Regions from separate parts of the Mus musculus genome. Here region 1 is linked to region 2. The links are chromatin contacts, called in public Hi-C maps. All regions are on one chromosome and are shown on one strand. The core of a region is the stretch at or near the end of the contact, and the rest is flanking DNA. Distances in the headings are between cores, read along the strand shown.

Region 1 (5,367 bases), core at 2,684-5,183, 100 kb before region 2:
AAGACCAGCAGTCTCAACCTCCCAGGACCCCTGAGATCTCTCAGACACGGAGCCACCAACCAGGCAGCCATACTAGCTCATATAAGGCCCCGACACAGAAACAGCAGAGGACTGCCTGGTCGGGCCTCAGTGAGAGAAGATGCACCTCACCCTTGAGAGACTTGAGACCCCAGGGAATGGGGAGGCCTGGCAGGGTGTGTGTGGGGGTGTGGGAGTGTGGAGACAGGCGCAGGGTAAGATGGAGAATAGGGGAGGAAGAATGGGATGAGGAACTGTCAGAGGGCAGAATGGGAGGGGGATAATGACTGGACTGTAAAAAAAGATTAAAGGCAATAATAATAAATAATAATAATAATAATAATAATTTGTTTACTATGGTGTAGCATCAAGTAGACACTCCTTGTTGGCTTCTGTTACAATTGCACGTTATTTATATATTCCATTTACTTAAACTGCTTGAGGCATTAAGTTTTGTGGAGTCTGCTGGGCTAGCTTTGCTCTCTAGCATACCCTTAGGATAACTCTTCTTTGCTTCTCCTGTTTGGAAGTGAATTTCGAAGTTGCCACGGCTTTCCATCTCCGATCCATCCCATGTAACGTTCCTTGGGCTGTCTCATATGAAGATGAATTCTATACAGATGGCTATACCCATGGTTTTATTTTATTTTTTTTAGTTATAATACTTTCCCAGGCTTTTAACAAAAGCAAGTGTTATCCATATAACAACGCTATCATGCATCGGCCTTTAAATCAAGAACAAATGTCAGCTAATTATGGATGCTGTAGACATGACCTTGCGCATGTACACTGTTTCAAATTACAAGAGGGTGCTGGCAGGGAATCACCAATGGGACTTTTCTTATAAAATGACTAAGTTCTCACAACTAAACCCCCAGACAGTTTAAAACGGCTTCTAGTACTGTTTTTTTTTTAAATTAATTAATTTACTTTTTTTACACTCCATATTTTATTCCCTGTCCCCCCACCCCCACCCGTTCAGCCTCCGACTGTTCCACATCCCATACCTCCTCCCCACCTCCCACCCCACCTGACCTCTAAACTCCCTGGGGCCTCCAGTCTCTTGAGGGTTAGGTGCATCATCTCTGAATGAACATAGACCAGGTAGCATACACCAGCTGATATGAGGCCCCCAACACACCTACAGTAGAGGACTATGGCTTTATTTTTAAACTGCTACGTTGTTACACTAGCTCCTCTCACTAGCTAAGATTCTGTCCTTTGCTGCCTGCTGGTAAGGGCACCTTACTTACACTACAGCTCCAGTTTGAGCTGTCTCCCTCTACTGGCCGCTATGGGTACTGCATGCATTTGATACCGTCAGGTATCAAATCCATGAATAGCTCTGGTATCGCTTGGTGATGGTATGTACCATTCTGCTTTCAGTTTCCTCAGCTCCATCGCTTCTCCAGCAACTTCTACAGTGACTTGAGCGGTGTGATGACGATTCAAGCCAAACCACTCCAGCAGAGACCCACTTATTCTGCAGATAGAACACAGTAAGTGTTAAGGAAGAATTACCCTGCATGCAAGGACAAAAACAGATTCTTTTATTATCAGCCACAGAGTTATCACTACTGAGTACTAGGTTAGAAGAGACGAAGAAACGGGAGCAGAGATGTGAGTTCTTTATCCTTTGAGCTTCATTATTGGACTACTAACCCTTTCCCCTCTGCTCTTCACTGACACAGCAGTAGAGAGGTCCGTTCCTTCAACATATTCTCCAAAGAGAGTGGAATCTGTGTGCCATTGTGCTTCCTACTCTAGCAAACTTAGGTACGAGTAACTAACGTGATTTTCCTTCCCCAGAAATGACCAAGATGACAAACTGCCTGGAGGAGGGGTCGGAGCATCTTCCCGGCACCGACTTGGCCGAATTCTAGATGCCCGAGGGCCACAGACTTCAGTCAAGAAGACACCAGTGCACAGGAGACTGCCTTCAATTGCCTCAGACCCACAGAGGCTGAAAACCCCCACTGTCTACAGTGATGAAATTCTGAGAGGAACCAAACTGTAAGTCTTTGTTTCGTTCTTGGCAGTGTACAGCTGGAAAGGCCAGGGGTGATTGTCTCTTAGGGTTAATGGCTCAGGAGAAAGGACCTTCCATCAGACTTTACACCAGATTTTTCTAATGGGTTCCTGTGTTTGATTTTGCTCCTGCAGTGTAGGTAGTAGACAGTTACCTACACTGTTGGAAGCGAAGCAAATGACCTCAGCTTAGGCAACTCGGAAAGTTAAACTGAAGGTGGAGTGAGCTTGGATTAAATGTAGTGGCCCCATCTGTAAAACTGATAATTAGTGCTTCTAAATTACAAAATGCTTTTTTTAATTGAAAGGTTTTAGCAAGGCAATGCACAATCATGCTTTGGACAATGATGCTCCAATAGACTGCAGAGCAAAAATGTATGACAGCAATTGCATTGACTCTTGGCAGCAGAGCTGCTTGTGTAGGTCCACAGTGTGGTGTTTATGCAATGACAGGATGGCCTGCGGATGCATTGCTCAAAGTATCCCCATCATTAAACTACAGCTGGGTTATATAAAAAATGCTTAATACAATACGATAGGATACGATATGATACAATACAATACAATACAATACAATACAATACAATACAATACAATACAATACAATACAGGGCCTAGAGAGGTGGCTCAGTGGTTCAGAGCACTGGCTACTCTTCCAGAGGACAGGGAATCCACTCCCAACATCCACAGGGCACCTTACTTACACTATGGCTCCAGTTTGATCTGATGCTCTCTTCTGACGGCTAGGGGTACTGCATGCATTTGATACCTGCAGGCAAAACATTCATAAACTTGAAAGAAAGTAAATCGCTTTTACATAGAAAATAACATTAGAGGCTGCAAGGAGCATCCTGCTGACCTGCTTGTTTGTCAGGAAATATCTTAATAACAGCTGTCTGTTGACTTTTAAAATGATCTAACATCCAAGTAAACTGTACTATATAGTTTTTTCTATACTAAAAACTTATGTTACCTCCAAGTCTAAAATGAGGAAACAGGCTGAAAGAAGTTGAAAATGTCTTTGTTACAAAACATCAGGGCACTAGGAAGCTCAACTTGGGACCTGCCAGCTGGTGCCCCAACTTGGAGTCCACTTCCTGGACCAAGTGCCACAGGCTCCACTGATAAACCAGAGACTGTAGAGAGGCAGCCCTCAGGTCCCGGCAGGAGCTGGGGGCAAGATCTGCTGCCAGCAGTTGGTCAGTTGAACTTTGCAGAAAGCATCTATAGCACCTGTCTTAGTTACTTTTCCGTTGCCATGAAGAGACGTCATACCAAGGCAAATTACAAAAGGAAACATTTATTATGGCTCATGGCTCCAGAGGGTTGGAATCCGTGATTGTCTTGGCAGGAGACAGGCAGGCAGGCAGGCATGGTGCTAGAGCAGTGGTAGAGAGCTTACGTCTGGTCCATAAACACAGCATGAGACAGAGATGGATGCAAAAGCATCACTTTGACATCCTAGCATCAAATCGATGAAAAAAAAAATGTAGAGAACAGGTTTGGTTTCTTCCTGGTGGCTAGCGTTCTCCCACCAGACAACAGTCTCTCACGAATTCCACATTGCCCTTTAGTATCTTCCATATTAATATTCAGGATCTCTCACAGCACCTGGCTGTATGCTGAATCCCACTGCATTGCACGAATCTCACTCTCACTGTCAGATCCAAGGGGAGGATCTGTCCTGAACACCTCTCCTACACACTACTCAACATCTCTGGCCACTCAGGAGATATGAGGTTGATATTACTGCTAACCACTTAGGTCAGCATGAGTGGAGCTCGTTGCCCTAGCTTCGTTTCTGACATGCAGCAATGCAGCTTGCTGTCCTGAGCACTGTTTTGGAAGCCGTTGCACTCAGAAGCTTAGATTGCGCCCTTCCCTTCTGTGTACTCTGGTGTTCAGTTGTTATGTTGTTGTCTTTACAGGCAAACTGGCATTGACTACCTGCCTTCCCCAGCAGCAGTGCAAACCTCCCGGAGCCGGTTACCCCCAATAGGCTCTGAGACTGGGGAGCCCAACACGGCAGCCTCAGGGTCCCGCCCTGTTTCTGTAAGACCAGTTGCGTTATAATTGTAACCATTTATGTAGTCTGTGGGAAAACAATCTTGGCACATCCAGAAAAGTGAGTCCTCCGTAAGGGTGACCTAGTTAGCTGTATTCTACGTGCCTTCCTAATCTGCTTCTAGAAATAAAGTGGCCTACAAGGCTGATACACTGTTTCATGAAGTAAAATCTCAGCTTGATCTAAACTAGAAAGTCCAGGTGCAAAGGAAAGACCAGAAACTGGCTGGTGTAGTTAGTAAACAGAAGAGCTCAAAGGGCAAGAGGCAGGCAGCTCTGCGCTTCAGTGTGGCCACACAGAGCCGGAGATTTGACAAGTTACTTCAGGGACCCTTTCTTCTTTAGAAGAGAAACAGCCATCCCTTTATCCAGGAGTCCTTATAAGCATTAGACACATTCATAAATTTTAAATGCCTGGCACAAATTAAGAGCTCAGTAAATTATGATGTCCTTTATATCTGCTTCATAGCTAATCTTTTACAGCTAATCTTTTCTGTGCTTGAGCAGGGCAGAACCCCAGCCCAGCTCAGCCATTCAATTGTAGGCCTGGGAAAAAGTGCTGTTGGCAGAGTGTGTATCCAGGCCTCTCCCAGGCTTACAGTGACCCCTCTCTTACTCTGATATAGGGAACTTGTATACGCAGGACAGAGGGGTCCTGCTTATAGGAACATAAAGCAGAAAGGGAGAAAACCAACTATGTTTGTCTCTCACACATCAATAGGACCCTTTCCAGAAAGCAAGCCCCTATGGAGCTAAGCTGTTTAATCCTGGGACAAAGTAATCAATGATGACAGCTGTCACATGAACAAGTCCGATGCTTCAAAAATGCACTATTTATTTCTCTGGATCTCATTTACCCCCTGTTGTATTACAGTTTTGCTAAATTTAGTGATGTGAATACATACTCAACACACAGACTCAGGTTTAGATGTTTCCATAGCAAACCTTAACACAGCTAGCAATGTGTCAATGAAAATGTTTGATTAAGTGTGTGATCGACTACATGAATGAATGATTGGAACATTTATAGGTCGCTTTTTGTTGTCCTAAGAATTGTGTTTCTTCTTAAGAAGAACATATTATCTCCCACTTAGTACAGGGGAAGGCACCCACAAAGCCGTGTGTTCAGCGCAATGCCTGACAGCATCGAACGGTCACCCCTTCGAGAAAGGACCATTGTATTGGAACAGCTTTCAAGGCCCAGCACAACACACACATTCCGGGTAGGTGCTGTGTTAGCTCTGATTTCAGTTTTAA
Region 2 (4,772 bases), core at 1,970-4,469:
TTCTATCTAGTCATATGGCCCAAACGTGAGTCAAGTCACCTACTCAATAACAGGAAGACTGATAACAAAGATCAATACATCTGATCAGAAACGTTAAATATGATTAAACCCCTCTAAAGACCATTTTAACTGGAGACTTTTAGTTTGGGACCTAACACTCTATGTAAAAGTTCTAGCCTGGTTTCTAATTATTTTGTCTGAAAAGAAATTCTACTTAGTGTCAGTTAATTTTGAACTTAATAACATTAATGAAATTATGTACACAATAGTAGAAACAATGTCTTCTTTATACTCCATACTTACAAAAATTACTTATGAATCAAGCTTAGTAATACCACCCCCCCCCAGGATTTGTATGTACAATTTTGGCTTTTAAATATAATTGTATATAAACCTATAGTAATTATTCCTCTAAAACACTAATATGACCCTTTTCAGGTGAAGTACAAAGTACTCTTCAGAAAGCCAAGGTTCCATTGGTGTCAAATGAAGAATGTCAGACAAGATACAGAAGACACAAAATAACCAATAAGATGATCTGTGCAGGCTACAAAGAAGGAGGGAAGGATACGTGCAAGGTAAGGCAGTCTCAAGCAATCAGTCATGCCAGATTGAAGTGAGAGCTTAATGCATTTGTACAAACCACTGTACCATTGAGCAGTGTCCGAGTGTGCTTCCTGTTGCTGTGATAAAACACTGACCAAACACAACTCAGGGAAGGAAAGGGTTTATCAAGCTTACAGGTTACACAGTCCACCATAGCGGAAAGTCAAGGTAGGCAGGAACTGCAGTAGAGACGGTGGAGGAGTGCTACTTCCTGGCTTCTGTTTAGTCTTGTGTTCCCTACTTTTCTTTTGTGACAATGTGGTTAACAATTAGCAGTGGAGAAAGTTCCCCACAGTCCAGGCTGATGGCAGAGGTGCCTCAGCTGTGTTCCCTCTTCCCAGGTGTGTGAGGTTGACAACTCAGATTAGCCATCGCAAGCAGATCACTTGGTGGGTTTATTTTAGGTAAACTAAACTCTACAGGAGGAAGGAAAGCTGGATAAAGGAGAACAATTGGATGTTTGGATGCTTGTGAGAGGGCCAGAATATTATGTAAAATTGCTGTGAGCAATACTTACTTAACTCAGGAAATGCCTACCATGATCCCGGCATGTGTCTTCTTTTTCTCCCCCTTTGACAGGGAGATTCTGGAGGGCCCCTGTCCTGCAAATACAATGGGGTCTGGCACTTGGTGGGCATCACAAGCTGGGGTGAAGGCTGTGGTCAGAAGGAGAGACCGGGGGTCTACACGAACGTGGCCAAGTACGTGGACTGGATTCTGGAGAAAACTCAAACAGTCTGAAAGAGTTCAACTGGTATCACTTTGTGGCCCTGGAAGATTATTCCATAGAAATGAGCTTGACGTCTCTGATGAAGACACTGGGATACTGACTCTTCCACTGTAACCAATTGAATGGCCTTGATGTACGTAAGAACACCCAGAAAGAAAACTATTATTTTCAGAATTCCTGATCTGGGAGAACCACTGGTTGTTTTCTGCATCCAGCTACTACTCAAGGAAACAAATACAGCAAGGAGATTTTAAAAATAAAAACACATCAGATATATAAGGAAAATATCAAGTAAGGGTGCTGTCTGCCTTTTTAGTCTCTGTGACAAATACCTAAAGTAGTTCACAAAAGGAAAAATTTCTTTTGCACACCTTTCCTCAGGTTTCAGCCTACGATCTGGTTGGCTGGCCCCATTGCTTTAGCCTGAGGTGAGGCAGAACCATATATCCATAGGAGGCTGTGGAGAAGGAGTCTGCTCAGTTCATGGTAGGCAGGAAGCAAATGGAAACAGGAATGTATTGGGGACACGAATGGTCCTTCAAGAATATACTGTCAATCATTTACTTCTTCCAGAGACATCCTGCTCCCTAACCTCCCTTTCCTTCCCAGATAACACCTCTGTCCTAGCTGGCCCCAAGAGATCAGGTAGAAAGGCAGAGGAAACCATATAAAGAGTTGTTAAGTGCAAAATCAAAACCAGAAGGAATGCAGACAGGAGCTCAAAATGTCCATTTATAAGAATCTTTTTTTTTCTCTGCCTATATGAATCCCCCTCCTGTATAAAGGACTGACTCAATTCAGTGATGGGTTTTGAGAAGTCTGTTTGTGTGTGTGTGTGTGTGTGTGCGCGCGCGCGTGTGTGTGTGTCTGTCTGTCTGTGCACATTCATGTTTAGGTATGTGCAGGTACCTGGTGGGGGCGATCAACCTTGCATTATTTCTCATGTGCCATCTACCCTAGCTTTTCAAAGACAGAGTGTCTTACTGGGATTGGAGACTTGGGCTAAGCTAGCTATCTAGCAAGTCCAGGGACCATTCTGTCTCTACCTCCCCAAACTGAAATTAAGAAGACATGCCATGGTGCTTAATTTAAACCTCTCTCTGTCTTTGTCTCTGTCTCTGTCTCTGTCTCTGTCTCTGTCTCTGTCTCGCTCTCTCTCCTTCCTCCTTCTCTCCCTCCCACTCTCTCTTTGGGTGTGCACGTGCGCATGTGCAAGTCATAGTGTGTGTGCAGGGCAGTGGACCATCTTCAGGAGTCAATGCTCTCCTTCCATCATGTAAGGTCCAGGGATGGACATTAGGTGTTCAGATTTGGTGACAAATGTCTGTACCTTCTTAGCCACGTCACAAGCCAGCTGTTCCGATTTCCTACAGATGCTGGGAATCAAATCTGAGTCCTCGGGGTTGCCTGGCAAGCATCATTACTGACTGAGCTCTCCAGTGGCCTTGTCAGTCTTCTCTCTGCATTTTCCCAAACTGGCTTGGACAAGCACCATTGCAGGTGTTAAGTGCACACTTCCTAATTTCCACATGGGCCGAGTATAGGAGGAGCAATTTTCCAGGAAGTGGTCCCTTGAAGACACACCGTACTGATTTGCTTGCCTCGGAAAGTATCTCAGCGTAGCCTGCACTCTTTTTGCAGTGTTAGGGGAAAGTACAGGTGGATGGAGATAAGGAAGACAAGCCAAAACCTACCAAGATCTGCCAGTGAGTGGGAGTTTACAAAGCTGAGTAATGAATGTGCTGGACGGAAATGTGTGTTGAAATCGTACATACTACGGGGGGGGGGGGGGGGGTGGATAATTTGGGAGCAAATGTGGTTTCAATAGAGGCTGCAGCCTCCTCAAACAGTTCTCTGTATTCTGAGTACCTGACTTTTGTCCTCACATGGGGCAATAATGTAGTATTTGGACTTTGTCCCCGTACTTTTCAGTCAGCGTTGATAACTATACAAGTTGTCCAAATGAAAAGTATTTATTGTGCCCAATTATGTCAGAGTGTCTTGTTGAGCTTGGGGAACTGAAGCGCCAGCCAATAAATTATGAAGGTTTCATAAGGTTTTCTGTTGATTTAGTACGAACCGAAGAGAGGAGCTGCACAAAATCTATACTTTCAAACAAAGATGACCATGACACAAAGGGTTCTAAGAAATGACAACGAAGAAGAGTTAGCAGAAGCTAAGAGAGTGGCATGGAAAGGAAGTGGCCCCAAGCAAGACAAAGCAAAGACAGCAAACAAGCAAAAGCCAGAGATCGATGTCACTGAAATGGCACGAGCAGGCTGGATTCAAAATGCTTCTAGAGTAAGACAGAATTGACATCAAATGGGGTCACAACTTCACAACCCATGAACAAGCAGCGCCTTTTATAACCTATTTATTACATTTCACATAGGAAATCTTTTATAACCTATTTATTACATTTCACATAGGAAATTGAGGAGGCATTGCTGTCTTCTCTGAGAAGTATTTAAGGAATGTTTTCGTCTTAATTTTTTTTCAGAACAAGTGCAACATCTTAATTCTGAATATCTAGTACCTAGAAAATGCTATGAGCTATAAGGAATAAGAAATTACGCTGAGCAGATTCACATCTCCACACCAACAAGCTGCGAATCTGTATACTTTCTGGCACTTTTCTCACTTAATCTTCTCTCTCCTGGAGCTAGCTCTGAGTCCCACAGACAAGCTTCCTCTGTCTGTTACACAACAATGGATTCCACCGAAGTATTTTTCTGCCTTGGCCTGTAGAATGTTATTGTTTCAAACTATGCATTAGCTGTTTCTCTGGTCCCTAAGACTCACCCAACGGAAGAACTTCAGAGAGGCTTCTAAGTCCAGTCTCCTGTAACTTGACCCCCAACACTGGGGCCTGGTGGCCTGGAACCAGATGGCAGGACAGGAAGACATGAACTACTTCCTCCAGGTGTTTCCCACCTCCTGAAGTTTCCAGAGCATCCTGCCACCATGAGAGGCCACCAAGCAGAGGCCTATCGTTCAGTTTGTAAATACTTCGTTATTTGGCCACTAGATGGTGCCTTTATACTTCTCCATTGCCATCAAAAATCCAAGCAGGTGGACAGAACATAATCTGCAGGTTGAAACAAATTCTCTGTGAATGTAATATCAGGAGCTATTAAATCAAACTGCTTCAATTCCAAGGTACTTGACTTTTCAAATACAATATAATTGTTGTAAATATCTACCCCTTAGCAATATAATTGTACATATCTACTCCCTAGCGAGCAGCCTTTTTATATCGTACTTTCCTGAATCCCCAGCCCTGGCTTCCACTTTTCTTTACTAAGTAGCACCGAGCTGCCCTCCCCAGACACCTCTAGAACACAGTAGGAGTGCCATCAAAAATACTGCCATCTGCCATCTTCCTCCTACCGAGGCTCTGCACCATCTTGCCTGCTGTACTCCTCAAATCTCTCTT

Evidence for each region. Hi-C and Micro-C count contacts between places; a contact is called where the count stands out from the background.
Region 1: a contact with region 2 is called in a Hi-C map of liver, with 3 times the contacts expected there. The contact joins two enhancer-like sites. A contact is called at or near these places in 1 of 39 promoter capture datasets (epiblast stem cells), 4 of 484 Hi-C or Micro-C datasets (the AtT-20 cell line, brown adipocytes, embryonic stem cells and 1 more) and 2 of 115 datasets of contacts at active chromatin or transcription factors (embryonic stem cells and fetal liver).

The regions. Positions count from the first base shown.
Region 1 is chr8:45,341,122-45,346,488 of GRCm38.p6, reverse strand. It overlaps Fam149a (family with sequence similarity 149, member A), which reads left to right. Exons shown (of 14, transcript NM_153535.2): 9 at 1,405-1,517; 10 at 1,828-2,031; 11 at 3,975-4,098; 12 at 5,205-5,333. It overlaps Gm30504 (a long non-coding RNA gene), which reads right to left. Exons shown (of 4, transcript XR_870401.2): 4 at 2,753-2,815. Among named protein-coding and RNA genes, the nearest start is that of Cyp4v3, 11 kb to the right of the region's middle. Within about 2 kb of position 3,933, at least 9 of the 459 cell types and tissues checked have an H3K27ac peak or open chromatin away from gene starts, as enhancers often do. A contact at or near this core is called in liver, where this site is marked.
Region 2 is chr8:45,238,023-45,242,794 of GRCm38.p6, reverse strand. The region is part of intron 3 of Gm30504 (a long non-coding RNA gene); the gene reads right to left. It overlaps F11 (coagulation factor XI), which reads left to right. Exons shown (of 15, transcript NM_028066.2): 14 at 439-578; 15 at 1,186-1,627. The coding sequence ends at 1,347. Among named protein-coding and RNA genes, the nearest start is that of F11, 22 kb to the left of the region's middle. Within about 2 kb of position 3,219, at least 3 of the 459 cell types and tissues checked have an H3K27ac peak or open chromatin away from gene starts, as enhancers often do. A contact at or near this core is called in liver, where this site is marked.